2 separate regions of the Mus musculus genome follow, and region 2 is linked to region 1. Evidence: chromatin contacts called from public promoter capture Hi-C data. All regions are on one chromosome and are shown on one strand. Each heading gives the region's core, a stretch centred on a gene start, on an enhancer-like site or on the middle of the called end of the contact. The rest is flanking DNA. Distances are from core to core; before and after follow the strand shown. Region 1 holds the start of Atp23 (ATP23 metallopeptidase and ATP synthase assembly factor homolog). Region 2 holds the start of Bloc1s1 (biogenesis of lysosomal organelles complex-1, subunit 1).

The links. Capture Hi-C pulls out chosen DNA fragments and counts their contacts.
Region 2: a contact with region 1 is called in a promoter capture Hi-C map of adipose tissue, with 6 times the contacts expected there. The contact joins the promoter of Bloc1s1 here to the promoter of Atp23 in region 1. A contact is called at or near these places in 6 of 39 promoter capture datasets (the 3T3-L1 cell line, cranial neural crest, embryonic stem cells and 2 more), 3 of 484 Hi-C or Micro-C datasets (B cells, CD4 T cells and rod photoreceptor), 1 of 115 datasets of contacts at active chromatin or transcription factors (astrocytes) and 2 of 9 other capture datasets (adipose tissue and liver).

Annotation. Positions count from the first base shown.
Region 1 is chr10:126,896,979-126,903,515 of GRCm38.p6, forward strand. It overlaps Atp23 (ATP23 metallopeptidase and ATP synthase assembly factor homolog), which reads right to left and starts at 4,393. Exons shown (of 6, transcript NM_001159559.1): 1 at 4,124-4,393; 2 at 2,603-2,648; 3 at 1,909-1,990. The coding sequence starts at 4,310.
Region 2 is chr10:128,919,533-128,925,683 of GRCm38.p6, forward strand. Bloc1s1 (biogenesis of lysosomal organelles complex-1, subunit 1) reads right to left here and starts at 3,992. Exons shown (of 4, transcript NM_015740.3): 1 at 3,843-3,992; 2 at 3,122-3,194; 3 at 1,027-1,159; 4 at 382-575. The coding sequence starts at 3,903. The coding sequence ends at 465. It also overlaps a transcript of Rdh5 not described here.

The DNA.
Region 1 (6,537 bases), core at 3,143-5,642:
CCCTAACCCCCTAACCCTAACCCAGGCTACACCTGTGTCAAAAAAAAAAAAAAAAAAAAGCAGTGAGTGCATACCACGTGTGTTCTTTTGTGATTGGGTTACCTCACTCAGGATGCCCTCCAGGTCCATCCATTTGCCTAAGAATTTCATGTGTTCATTGTTTTTAATTGTTCAGTAGTATTCCATTGTATAAATGTATCACATTTTCTGTATCCATTCCTCTGTTGAGGGACATCTGGGTTCTTTCCAGGATATTAGCCCAGAAACTTAGATTATCCAAGATACAATTTGCAAAACACATGAAACTCAAGAAGAAGGAAGACCAAAGTATGGATACTTCGTTCCTTCTTAGAATGGGGAACAAAGTACCCATGGAAGGAGTTACAGAGACAAAGTTCAGAGCTAAGACAGAAGGAAAGACCATCCAGAGACTGCCCCACCCGGGGATCCATCCCATATACAACCACCAAACCCAGGCACTATAGCATATGCCAGAAAGATTTTGCTGACAGGAACCCTGACATAGCTCTCTCTTGTGAGTCTATGCCAATGCCTGGCAAATACAGAGTGGATGCTCACAGTCATCTATTGGATGGATCACAGGGCCCCTAATGAAGGAGCCAGAGAAAGTACCCAAGGAGCTAAAGAGGTCTGCAGCCCTATAGGAGGAACAACAATATGAACTAACCAGTACCCCCCAGAGCTGTGTCTCTAGTTGCATATGTAGCAGAGGATGGCCTAGTCGACATCAATGGGAGAAGAGGCCCTTGGTCTTGCAAAGATTATATGCCCCAGTACAGGGGAACGCCAGGGCCAGCAAGTGGGAGTGGGTGGGTTGGCAAGCAGGGCACAGGGAAGGTATAGGGGGCTTTGGGGATAGCATTTGAAATGTAAATGAAGAAAATATCTAATAGAAATAAATAAATAAATAAATAAATAAATAACAGATTGGGTGAACAATTACCAAGGTGAACTTGAACACACAAGGTCTAAGGCACTTTTTTTAAAATATGGGGGTATGTGTACTGCAGGATCCATGAAATACATTTTTTTAATTTTTAAGATGTACGCTATTTATATTATTTATGTGAGTACACAGTCACTGTCTTCAAACACACAAGAAGAAAGCATCAGATCCCATTACAGATGGCTGTGAGCCACCATGTGGTTGCTGGGATTTGAACTCAGGACCTCTGGAAGAGCAGTCAGTGTTCTTAACCACTGAGCCATCTCTTCAGGCCCCAGGTCTAAGGTATTTTTAAGACAATCCAAGTGGAAGTGGAAGCAAGCATTCGAATACACAGGCAGAGCATTCAAAACAGAACTCTGACCCCAAAGTAAAACAAGATCCCCTCGGCAGAACACAGAAGAAGAAAAGGTCTGTGGGACTTCAACGCTTGAGGGCAGAAGAGAACATCAGCAAAGCAGCAGCCGGGAGAACGTGCATGAAACCGCAGAACAGCGTCACCAGCCACTGTCCCACATCCGCTATGACGCTGAGGATCCCAGCCACCGTTCTGGGCAGGCTAAGACCCTACGATTCCAAGCCACCATTTCACACTATGACCCTGCGATTCTACTCAGACTTGTATCTCAGAGACACTTACAAATATCACCAGGAGGGAAGGTTCAAGAGTATCTGCAGCATTGCCTCACACAATGACAAGGTTGGAAACTATCGGATAGGGCGAGCTTTGATGCAAACACAGCAGAACAGCATACAAGAGACGTTAAGTAAACCAGAGACGGCACACACGGTGGCATGGAAAGATTCACAACCATGAGCCAAGCAACTGACTTAAAAGTACTACACAAAGGCTGCCAGACAGGACTAGTGGCGTGTGAAAAGTGTCCGGCGTGTATCGGAAGGGAGAAAGGGGGAGAGAGCAACTCAGCAAAGAAACACACCTGAGACGTAGACGCATCAAAGCCTCCGCTGACGTTTCCATCGCAGACTTCGCAGGAAAAGTGTCTTCCCCTGTTCACAGCACTGGAAAGCACAGAGAGATGTGAGCAGCCCCCACCAGGACACCCAAGACCGCACGGCACAGCCCTCTCACCGACATTTAACACGGTCAAGGCTCAGCTGTCTCGTCTCCAGACTAAAGGGAGACTGTCTCTTCAGAGTCCATACCATCTCAGACTCCATCAGCATCCACTGGTCACCTGACTAGGACCACGCTGAAAATATGACAGAGTCCCACCCTTGGGCCAGAGTGGTAAGAAGTAGATATCAGGAGTTATTTCCTCTAATCGTCTCTGGGTTAACATCTGGAAGCCTCCTACTAATTAGTCCAAGCTATGGTTTCTTCACCACAATGCCCTAGGCTGGGGGGAACGGAGAGGCCAAATTTGGTAATTACTGACAAGATAGACTGTGAATATTGCCTTTACTCATATTCAAAATGAACAGCAGGGACAGAGACTGAGCTGGGACAGAAGAACAAGGCCAGCGGGAGAGCACATAGCCCGCCACTGTTGACAGAGAAATCTTGTGGTCCCAAGTGAGAAATCCCAAGTGTAACAGCTCTGCTATTAGTTGGGGGTTGAGGGGGGGGACTCCAGAATATACGGTGACTTTTTAAAAAAAAGATTTACTTACCAACCTGAGTGTTTCATAGCATCAAGTAGAAGTTTGACATATGGATCTACAAAGACATTAAGTATGCTCATTAGAAGATGTAGCAGCAATTAGTGCACCCAAGCAACAGGCACCACAAAACAACTCACAAACACTATCTTAAACCAGAGTCTAAAATGGGAATAAAACGTGTAAATTAGCGCCAATTAAATCAAGTCATGACGAAATAGAACATAAATACAAACACTAAAATGGCGCCCCCATGTATCTTTATACCGAAAGTTGGTTTTGCTAAAGTGACTAAACGCTTCGCATTAGGGCCCGTGTTAGGAGAACATGGGCATCCTGGGCCACGGTTAGAAAAACAAACCAGCATAGAACCTAGACTGGAGGAAGGCAGCGCCTACACTGCTCTCTGTGGTAGCACCATGCCTCGCTCTGAGTACCACAGCCCAATGGGACCTGCCCACCAAAGTTCTTCAATGAGGGTTAGCAAGCAGAAATGTGTGAGTCTATGGCCAGTAAGAGAGAAGAACGGTGGCTTAGGGATTGAGCCCAGTGGTAGGGCCTTGCCTGGTAAGCACAAGGTCTTAGGTTCAGTTCTCACCTCTGAGGAGGGAGAGGAAAGGAGGGAGGGAGGAAGGGAGCTAAAAAGATGGCTCAGTGGTTAGTAGCACTTGTTGCTCTCGCTGAGAACCCAGGGTGAGTTCCCCAGCACCTGCATAGTAGCTCACAGTCCTGGACACCAGGAATGCAGAGAGTGCGCAGACACACATGCAGGCGAGACAATCACACACAAAAATAAAGAAATCAAAAAAAAAAAAGCTTTAAAAAGAAGACAGTAAAATCTTTGATCAGTTGATGATTGAATTATGACCAATTCTGCTATAAAATAGTAACTATTTGGAGGGTCGAATACATTTAAATCTTACTTTCCTAAATAAATCTGAGGTAGACAGGCAATCTGCAGATGCAGAGGAGCAAGGCAGTGTCCCGGGACTGGAGATAAATTGCTCAGTGGGAGCCAGTGTGCCTGGGTGACCCGCGGCAATAATAAACCTCTTAGATGTCACAGGCTTCTTAGAGACTATGATGAAGCTAGGAACTCTCCCTAGAAAAATGCACTTAGGTGCATAAACACGAGGGTTTTCAAAAGTTCCTATTCTAGCATTCTCCACAGTTCCTACTGCAGTGACTGAAGGTTAAAGAATCGCCCACCCCACCCCCACCCCAGGGAAGGGGTGCATAGCCAGAAGTAGAGCTGCCTTATTAATGAATGGAGCTCTTTCCAGCTCTCACCTGCACCCTAGAGCCCGTGCCGCTGCAAAACTTACATAAGAAACTGGTGAGTGTGACCCAGGAGGGCAGACTCCCAGCCCAGGCCTTCAGAAGCGCGAGTGGGGCGGAGGCCCACGCCCCCTCCCGCCCACGCAGCCCTAGGGCTGCAGTGCAGTCCGGGATCAGTGGGGGCACGTCCGGGCCCTTCCTCACCCCCCGGGTCCTGTGCCACCCCGACCCCAGCCTCCAGGTCGCGGCTCTTACTGGTATCCAGCGTCTTCTGGAGCATGAGCGGACAACTCTGGTCCCGGGTGAAGAGGCTGGAGAGGAAGCCCTGCTGGGGCTTCCCGTGGGCCGGCGGCTCAGGCGAGCCCTGGCCAGAGTCGGGTCGCTGCAGCAGTGGCTCGCCAGCCGCAGGGCCGAGCTCGCCGCCGCCCGGAGCTCCTGCCATGAGGCCCGCAAGCCTCCTCCTGCCCGCTCGACCTAGGACAGCCGCTTCCGCCGCCGGCGCACGCTCCGCGGGCCAGCACGAAGGAGACGCGGCGTGCAGCTCGTGGGCGGGGCTTGGTAGGCGTGGTCGGTGGGCGGGGCTGATGGGCGGTGCCTCGCGACCGCCGATGCTGGCCACTATATTGCCTTCTGCACCTCAACCATCCTCCCACTCCCTCACCTGCTGTTTCTCTTATTCCCGCTACCCACTCACACCGAATTAAAGGCAGTGTTTTCAGAAACGCTTGGATATTTCAAAGACTGGTTGGTCTCATCAAAATGTGGCTCCTGGGGACCCATTCATCAACCCTCCTCTTGCTCAGAAATAAGATACACACATCTTGGGTCTGGAGAGATGGCTCAGTGGATAAGAGCACTGACTGCTCGTCCAAAGGTCATGAGTTCAATTCCCAGTAACCACATGGTGGCTCACAACCATCTGTAATGGGATCTGATGCCCTCTTGTGTGTCTGGAAACAGCTACAGTGTACTCATATAATAAAATAAATCTTTTAAAAAGAAGGGGGTGGTTGGAAAGATGGCTCAGCGGTTAAGAACACTGACTGCTCTTCCGAAGGTCCTGAGTTCAAATCCCAGCACCCACATCGTGACTCACAACCATCTGTAATTTGACACCCTCTTCTGGTGTTTATGAAGACAGCTACAATGTATTTATATATAAATCTTAAAAAAAAAAAAAAAAGGCTTTTTCCTCAGTTCCCATAATCAGAGTCCACCAGCACACTTACTCAAAATTAATGTTGCCAGATCTGCAGTTTAAGGCACTTTGTCCGTGTTAGTGCTCTCATGACAGACTTCCAGCTTTTACGTAGTGTGTGTGTGTGTGTGTGTGTGTTTCTTTCCTCACTAAATTATTCAGCTCAGCTCACACTGCTAAACACCTGCTCCCACGGGCCAGGCAGGATGGTAGAGTTGGAGAAAACGAGGACAAATGTCCAAGAAAAATAGGCATGCAATGCCTTGTGAACAGCACTTAGGGGTCACGGTGCTCCGTAAACAAGAGTTGAATGGGAAGCAGAAGGCATCACTCGCTTGGAATATTATACAAATATGAGCGCCTGCACTTACAGACTAATAAAGCCATAAGCCAAAGATTAGATTCTTTTTATCAAGGTCCACATATGTACATTATTACCAGTCCTCATGACAACCTTGCAAAATAGTATCAACCCTAATTTGCAGATAGAACTTGCCCAGCTACAGAAGAAGGCTGAAGGTGTTACTCAGTTGAGAGAGCGCTTGCCTGATTGATACACATGAAGTGCTGGGTTCTACGCCCAGCACCACACAAGCAGACAGTGGCAACATGTGCCTGTAACAACAGCCCTGGGGAGGTAAAGACAGGAGGATCAAAGATTCAGTGTGATCCTAAGCTACATAGCAAGGTCAAGGCCAGGCTGGGTGACACAAGACCACTTTCACATCAGACATGGAGATGCAGAGTTTAGAGTTTGCCCAGCTGATTTCCTGTCTTGGTTTGGGGATTACAGTTAAGTGATTAGATGGATCTCAGAAGAGACTTTGAACTTTGGACTTTTACATTGTTGAGACTGCTACAGACTCGGGGGGGGGGGGCTTTTGAAGTTGGACTAAATGTATTTTGCATTGTGCTTTGGCTATATATGGCCCCCATAGACTCGTGTGTTTGAATAGCCTGTGGGGGCCAGGGAGTGAAATGTGATGCTCTGTATGTGCTTGGCCCAGGGAGTGGCACTTTTAGAAGGTATGGCCCTGTTGGAGTGCGTGTGTCACTGTGGGTGTGGGCTTTAATACCCTAGTTCTAGCTGTCTGGAAGTCAGTCTTCCACTAGCAGCCTTCAGATGAAGATGTAGAACTCTCAGCTCCTCCTACACCATACCTGCCTGGATGCTGCCAAGTCCTGCCTTGATGATAATGGACTGAACCTCTGAATCTGTAAGCCAGCCCCAATTACATGTTGTCCTTATAAGACTTGTCTTGGTCATGGTGTTTGCTCACAGCAGTAAGACCTGAGACAACATCTAAAACAAATAAACAAAGGCACGTTAGAAGAAGGCTGAAGAGATGACTCACCAGGGGAAAGCAATTGCTCTTGCAGAGGACCTGGGATCAGTTTCCAGCACCCACATAGTAGCTTATATCCATAACTCCAGCTCCAGGGGACCCAGTGGCCTCTTCTGACCTCTGGA
Region 2 (6,151 bases), core at 2,742-5,241, 2.0 Mb after region 1:
TCTTCCTTCTCAGCCCTAAAGTGTCCCCCAAGAATTAATCTCCAGCCTGGCCCAGCCTCATGACACTGCTTAGCACAGCCTGGAAGAGCATGTGAGCGAGGCCAAGAGCCAGAGCTGAGGACTCACTAGTTCAGCTTCTGCTCCCTGCCTTAATTCTGCTCTGCGGGAAACTGAAATCTGGAAGTAGAAAGTTTCAAGCAGAGACCATTCACCTCTGGGCAGGCCTGGGGGAACTTACTTTCTGCTCACCCAAAGGTATCTGAACTAGGCTAAAGGAAGAGTAGGGGTACCCTCCACCAAAGGCACTTGCCCCACAGGGAAACCACCTCTGAATTCCCACTGCCTTACGGGGCGCTAGTGACTCCTTCAAACACACCACATAGAATGGAAGCTTGTGTTTTTATTCGTGGCTCACCAGTTTCCCTCCTGTCCAGGAGGGTGAAGTAAGAGGGGTGGGTTTTAGTCTAGGATGGTGCAGACTGCAGCTGCCCTTTGTAGACGTATTCCAGCGCAGTGGCAATGGTGCGCATGTCCAGCTCGATGCTCCTAGCCCAGTTCTCCACATCCCCAATTTCCTGGGAAAGGGGAGAAGAGATTGAGGCCAGCTGGGGTGGCTTACTCAGACCCATCAACTGCTTTTCTGTCTGTCTCGCATTCTTTTGAGATGAATTACTGCAGTGTTGCTCAGGTTGGCTTCAATTCCTGGGCTTAAGCTATCTCCTGCATCAGCGTCCAGACGAGCTGGTAGCACTGGTCCATGTACCATACTCAGGGTTTTCTGAGTACTTTTATTTTGTAGTGCTGGGGATTGAACCCAGACATGTACTAGGGCCCTAAACATGTCACCGAGCTATATCCTGAGATCCTGCCCTTTTTCTTTCTAGTTTTTCTGATACTATAGCCATAGAAAAGAGTATCTGGGACCATCCCCACTTCCTCATTAACCCTAGGTCTGGGATATTTATGAGACTGGAGACAGCCAATGTCGGTTCAGTTAAAGGCAGTGATGTACTGAGTGAGGCCCACCTTAAGTGCCTGGTTGAAGTTCTCCACCATTCCAATCCACTGGCCTGTCTGCTTGGCAAACTGGGCAGCCTGGACCTGTAGAGTCTTCACCTCATGGTCCAGCTTTCTCTGGTTCATGTAGGCCTGGGCCACACTAAGGATTGGAGGAGGGGGTATGTCAGCTTATCCAACTCATATGGGGTGGTTTTCAGGGGAAACAGCCTATAACAGTCGTGGGAGATCAGCCAGGAGGGAGGACTGAGGAAACCTTGGGACTCTGGCCTTTTCTGGATATGACCCAAATGAAGCAGGCTCCTTCCTCCAATCCCAAGGTTCCCAGGAAAGCCAAGTCCGGAGCTGACTAGTAACCATTTCCTATCCTCTCAAGAAGTTTCTGCATCTGAGCTGGGGCAGGGAAGGTTAACCTGGGGGGATATCCCTGAGGAAGAAGCTGGGAGGGAAAAGGGAGCGTGGGAAAATTCAGCAGCAGCAGGGACACATCTGGCTGTGATTTGAAGCCCAGTGAGCTCTGCAAGAAGTTGCAAAGGAAGTCAGGCCCCTCCCTGGATCTGGAGTGGGATGGGAGACCACACCCCCTCCTCAGGAATCCTGGGTCAAATGAGCCTACCCCAAGAGATTTTCTTGGTTCTTCCCAGGCCCCGTTTTGAGACAGGGTCTTATGTAGCCCAGGATGACCCCAAACTCGCTATGTGGATGAAGCTGGCCTTGATCTAATCCTCTTGCCTCTACAGTCCAAGAGCTGGGATCACAGGCTTTCACCTTCAGACCCAACTCTCCCACCCACACAGATGAGTGAACACCACCCCACCCACACTGCCCAGTGCTGACACTTCTCAGCTCAGTCAAGGTGCTGGCTGTGGTAACTATCACTGCTAAGAGGTTAGCTCTCCATCCTCCACCAGTGTTTTTCACTTTCCCTTTTACATAACCAGTGTTCCCTCTCTTACTAGCAGATGACCTTTTCATTCCCTATTCCAAAGCTCTAGGTCAGTAAGGAGACTCCACATCCGGTGCCCTCACCCACTGGAATGTGTGGGGGCAGAGGAGGCAAAGGGCTGGGTGGGGGGGGGGGCTTCAAGAAAGTGGGCAGGGCACCTGACAAGGGCTGAGACAAACTAGGCCTTTGTTTTATTTTCTGGAGAATAGGAGCTGTGGGGAGCAACACAAAACCCTTTCTAATCAGGATTTGGCTTAGGTGCCCTCTAAGCTTCGAATGTGGGGTGGCGTCTAGCAAGTAAACAGAAAGAAGTCTGGCCAGCGTCACAAATGTAGCAAAGGATGTGCCAGTGTGGGAACACCAGAGAAGAGGAGGAGAGAGCTGTCTGGAGACAAAGGAGACCAGAGCCCCCAACCACAGCCATTCTTCCCCCTAATCTCCCCTCAAGATGAGTAATGGTTGATGACCCTAACCCTGCATGACTCCCTTGGATGAATCAGTCTCTGGATTTGCAACCAAGCCTGTCACTCGCCCTGGGCGGAAGGCATAGTATGTGCCTCCTTTCTTCCCATAGACAATCAGATCACCATCTCTGCACTCTTATGAGTCATGCAGGGCCAGGGAATCTTTCCAAGTCTTTGGATACCACTGGTCTTCTCATTGAGGGTTAAGGTTGGGGGAAGGGTCCCTGGAGACCCAGAAGGAAAGGAAGAGACAGCCTGGTTTTGTCACAGCTCTTGGCTTAGGCTCTTCCTTACTTCTACCAGCTGTGCCATCCTGTTCCTGCCATTTGTTTCGCAGGCTTTCCAGAGAGTAGGAGGTGAGGAAGGAAAGAGGGTACGTGGTGGAAGAGGTTGTCCTTCCCTCCCACCCAAGTGACAGCTGGACATATAAGGGTTAGTCGAGTTGGCCAGATGGCATCAAGTTGTGCCAGGGAAGTTAGTGTGGGGAGGGGAATTCTGTTTTCCCAACCACTGCAGCTGTCGCCCCCATCAGCGTTAGAGAGTGAAAGCTGACTCAAGTCTCCACAAAGTTACATTAGGGGGAGGGGACAGATCAGAGGAGTTACTGGAGCACCGGGTCCTTCTGAAAGCTGGCCCAGATGCTGTGTAACCAGGGTGGATGGAGGAAACCGGAGTTGAGGGAAGAGGTTCATACCCCACGTTGAGGTGATCCACCAACGCTTCGGTCAGGCAGGTCGCTGCAGCGATAGCTTCTCTCCTCCTCTTCTCTGGGGAAGGGGAAAGGGGTTGGAGCAGACTTCGTATTTGAAAGATGGTGCTAATGGGTCCTCACGCACTTATTACTGTTCTAGAAACTGCCAACTAATGCCAGACCTCTTAAAAAGAACCTTCCATACATAAACAAAACAAACCCCTTTATTTTGGAGGCAAAGAAACTGGGGCCCTGAGAAGGGAATGGACACTCCATCAGGTACGCCCAGGACTCTTCCTAGACATCCTTTTTCCACTACTTTGGGCAATGGATTGGCAACTCCAGGATTCCCAGTCTAGGCCTGGGGAAAGTTGTGCCTTAGCTGTGTGGCAGACTGGGCAGTCCCCAATTCCTCCCACTTCCGGGGTGAGAAGCTGGCTGGGCCAATTGGCAACGCGTTTCGCGCTCCAGGGGCGGGACTCAGGCGCCGCCTGGGCGGGATTGAGGGAGGTGGCGCAGGGACCCGAGTGGTGCCAAGGGGACCAGGGCTGGTTGGCAAGGGGACGGAGTTTCCAGAAGTGCCGCCCCCAATTCCCTGCCCGGCACTCGGGTCGCCCGCTAGCCGGCGCCCTCTCCTTGATCTGGGAGGTTACCCGAGGTCCAGGCCTCTGGAAGAAGCTAGGCCGCGGCCGGGAGCTGCCGACCGACCGGACGCTGAGCTCACCCTGCAGCTCCTTGCGTTCGTTCTGCTTGGCTTGGTGTTCTTTGAGCAGGCGGGACAGCATGGTCGAGTCTGGCTGGGTGTGGGCACGGCGGACCCCTCCCTAAGGCTGCAGGAACTGGACTATGCCTTGGCTCACCCGGAAGGCGTCACGTGATCGCAGTATCACGTGACGCAAGAGCCTCCCTCTGCTTTTGGCATCTGGTGGTTGGTATTGAGGAGCTAAAGGAGCGAAGTGGAGGGTTGGTTGCTTGGTGGGTGAGCTGTTCGCTAATGAGGCTCAGTTTCTGGAGTCAGGAACACTTTTCGCATTTAGTCATGCTGAAGAGTCAGTTTTCACATGCTCTGGCTGTCGGGTTTTGAGAGGATTGGTGTCCTGATGCTGTCCACTACACTTCTGTTACTAGGGTAGCAGAAGCTCTCTGAACTCATTGAAATTCTTCTCCTTCCCTCACCTTACCTCCTGGCAATGCCGGCCGATTCTCAGTGGATTCCCAGCTTCCTCTCCCTAGAAGAGAATGCTTTCTCTTATTTCCCAGCCCTCTTGTCTTCTCACCTCTCCACCGAGGTTCTCTCAGCTCTGGGTGATCACTGTAGAGCAGCATTTTAGGCACCTCAAGCAGCCTTCTAGGGAGCTTTGCTAATGTTGCGGGCAGTGAGTGGTGAATGCGCAGATCTATCTCTGTCCTTTTGTGGTCAGGGAATGCGAACCCATTTTAGTCGTGGCAGAAGCGTAAGTGCTACTGCCAAAGTGAAAGGTAAATTATACAGTGCTTCTCCGACTAAGGAGGAATGCTTCCAGGACTAATTCCAACTAGAAAAATTATAAACACCATCAATTTATTGCTGTTGTTTCTCTCTCTCTCTCTCTCTCTCTCTCTCTCTCTCTGTCCCCTAGGCTCCTTGTGCTTTTCATGGTGGCCAGGAATCCACCAGCGCTACAAGTAACCGGAGCTAAGGGGTGCATTACAAGTGTGCAGACATACCATGTGTCCCACAACTTTGATTCTAGCAGGCCTGAGGCAGAAGCAGGAGGATGTCTGTGTATTTGAGGCCATCCTGGTCTACAGAACAAACTTTGGGGCAGCTAGCAATATGTAGAGAGACCTTGTCTCAAAGCAGAAACACACAGACCACAAAAAAACGAATGTGGAGACATGCTGGCCAAACTTTGGTCAATTTTCTTACCCATTCTGAGCTTTAGTTTGATTGTTAATAAACTAAGGTGATTAGACTAATGTTTAGCTCTGGCTAAAGAGTAGAACCGCATTGAAGAGTTTGTAAATAATACTGTCATGTATGGTATACTGATGCAAACCTGTCAGGGGGCTGAGGTGGAAGAATGGGGAGTTCTAGATTAGCTTGGGCTACATAGCAAGACCCTGTCTCCTACTCCCAATTAAAAAGAAACTTGATCCCAAATTTATTTATTAAATAGACTTTCTGAAGGATTGATCTATGTATGTATGTATGTATGTATGTATGTATGTATGTAGCTAGCTAGCTATCTAGCTATCTATCATCTCTGTATCAGGTGATTCCAGAGTGCTTCCAAAGCTGAGGGACGTGGGGCTAATTCATGTCTGAGACTGTTTACAGCTTTGTCATCTACCCAGCTACCCATTTTCTGAGTTATGGCGCAGATGAAGTTGATAGCTTGGATCCAGTAGCAGGGCAAATGGATGCAGAACAAATTAGAATATTCTTCTTTAGAATAGCGAACAAAATAACCATGGAAGGAATTACAGAGACAAAGTTTGGTGCTGAGATGAAAGGATGGACCATCCAGAGACTGCCCCACCCAGGGATCCATCCCATAATCAGCCACCAAACCCAGACACTATAGCATATGCCAGCAAGATTTTGCTGACAGGACCCTGATATAGCTGTCTCTTGTGAGGCTATGCAGTGCCTGGCAAATACAGAAGTGGATGCTCACAGTCACCTATTGGATGGAACACAGGGCCCCCAACGGAGGAGCTAGAGAAAGTACCCAAGGAGCTGAAGGGGTCTGCAACCCTAAGGTAGAACAACAATATGAACTAACCAGTACCCCCAGAGCTAGTGTCTCTAGCTGCATATGTAGCAGAAGATGGCCTAGTCGGCCATCAATGGGAAGAGAGGCCCCTTGGTATAGCAAACTTTATATGCTCCATTACAGGGGAATACCAGGGCCAAGAAGTGGGAGTGGGTGGGTAGGGGAGCAGGGCGGGGGGTGGTATAGGGAACTTTCAGGATAGCATTTGAAATGTAAATGAACAAATATCTAATAAAAAATTAACAAAACAAAACAAAAAGAATATTCTTCTTGA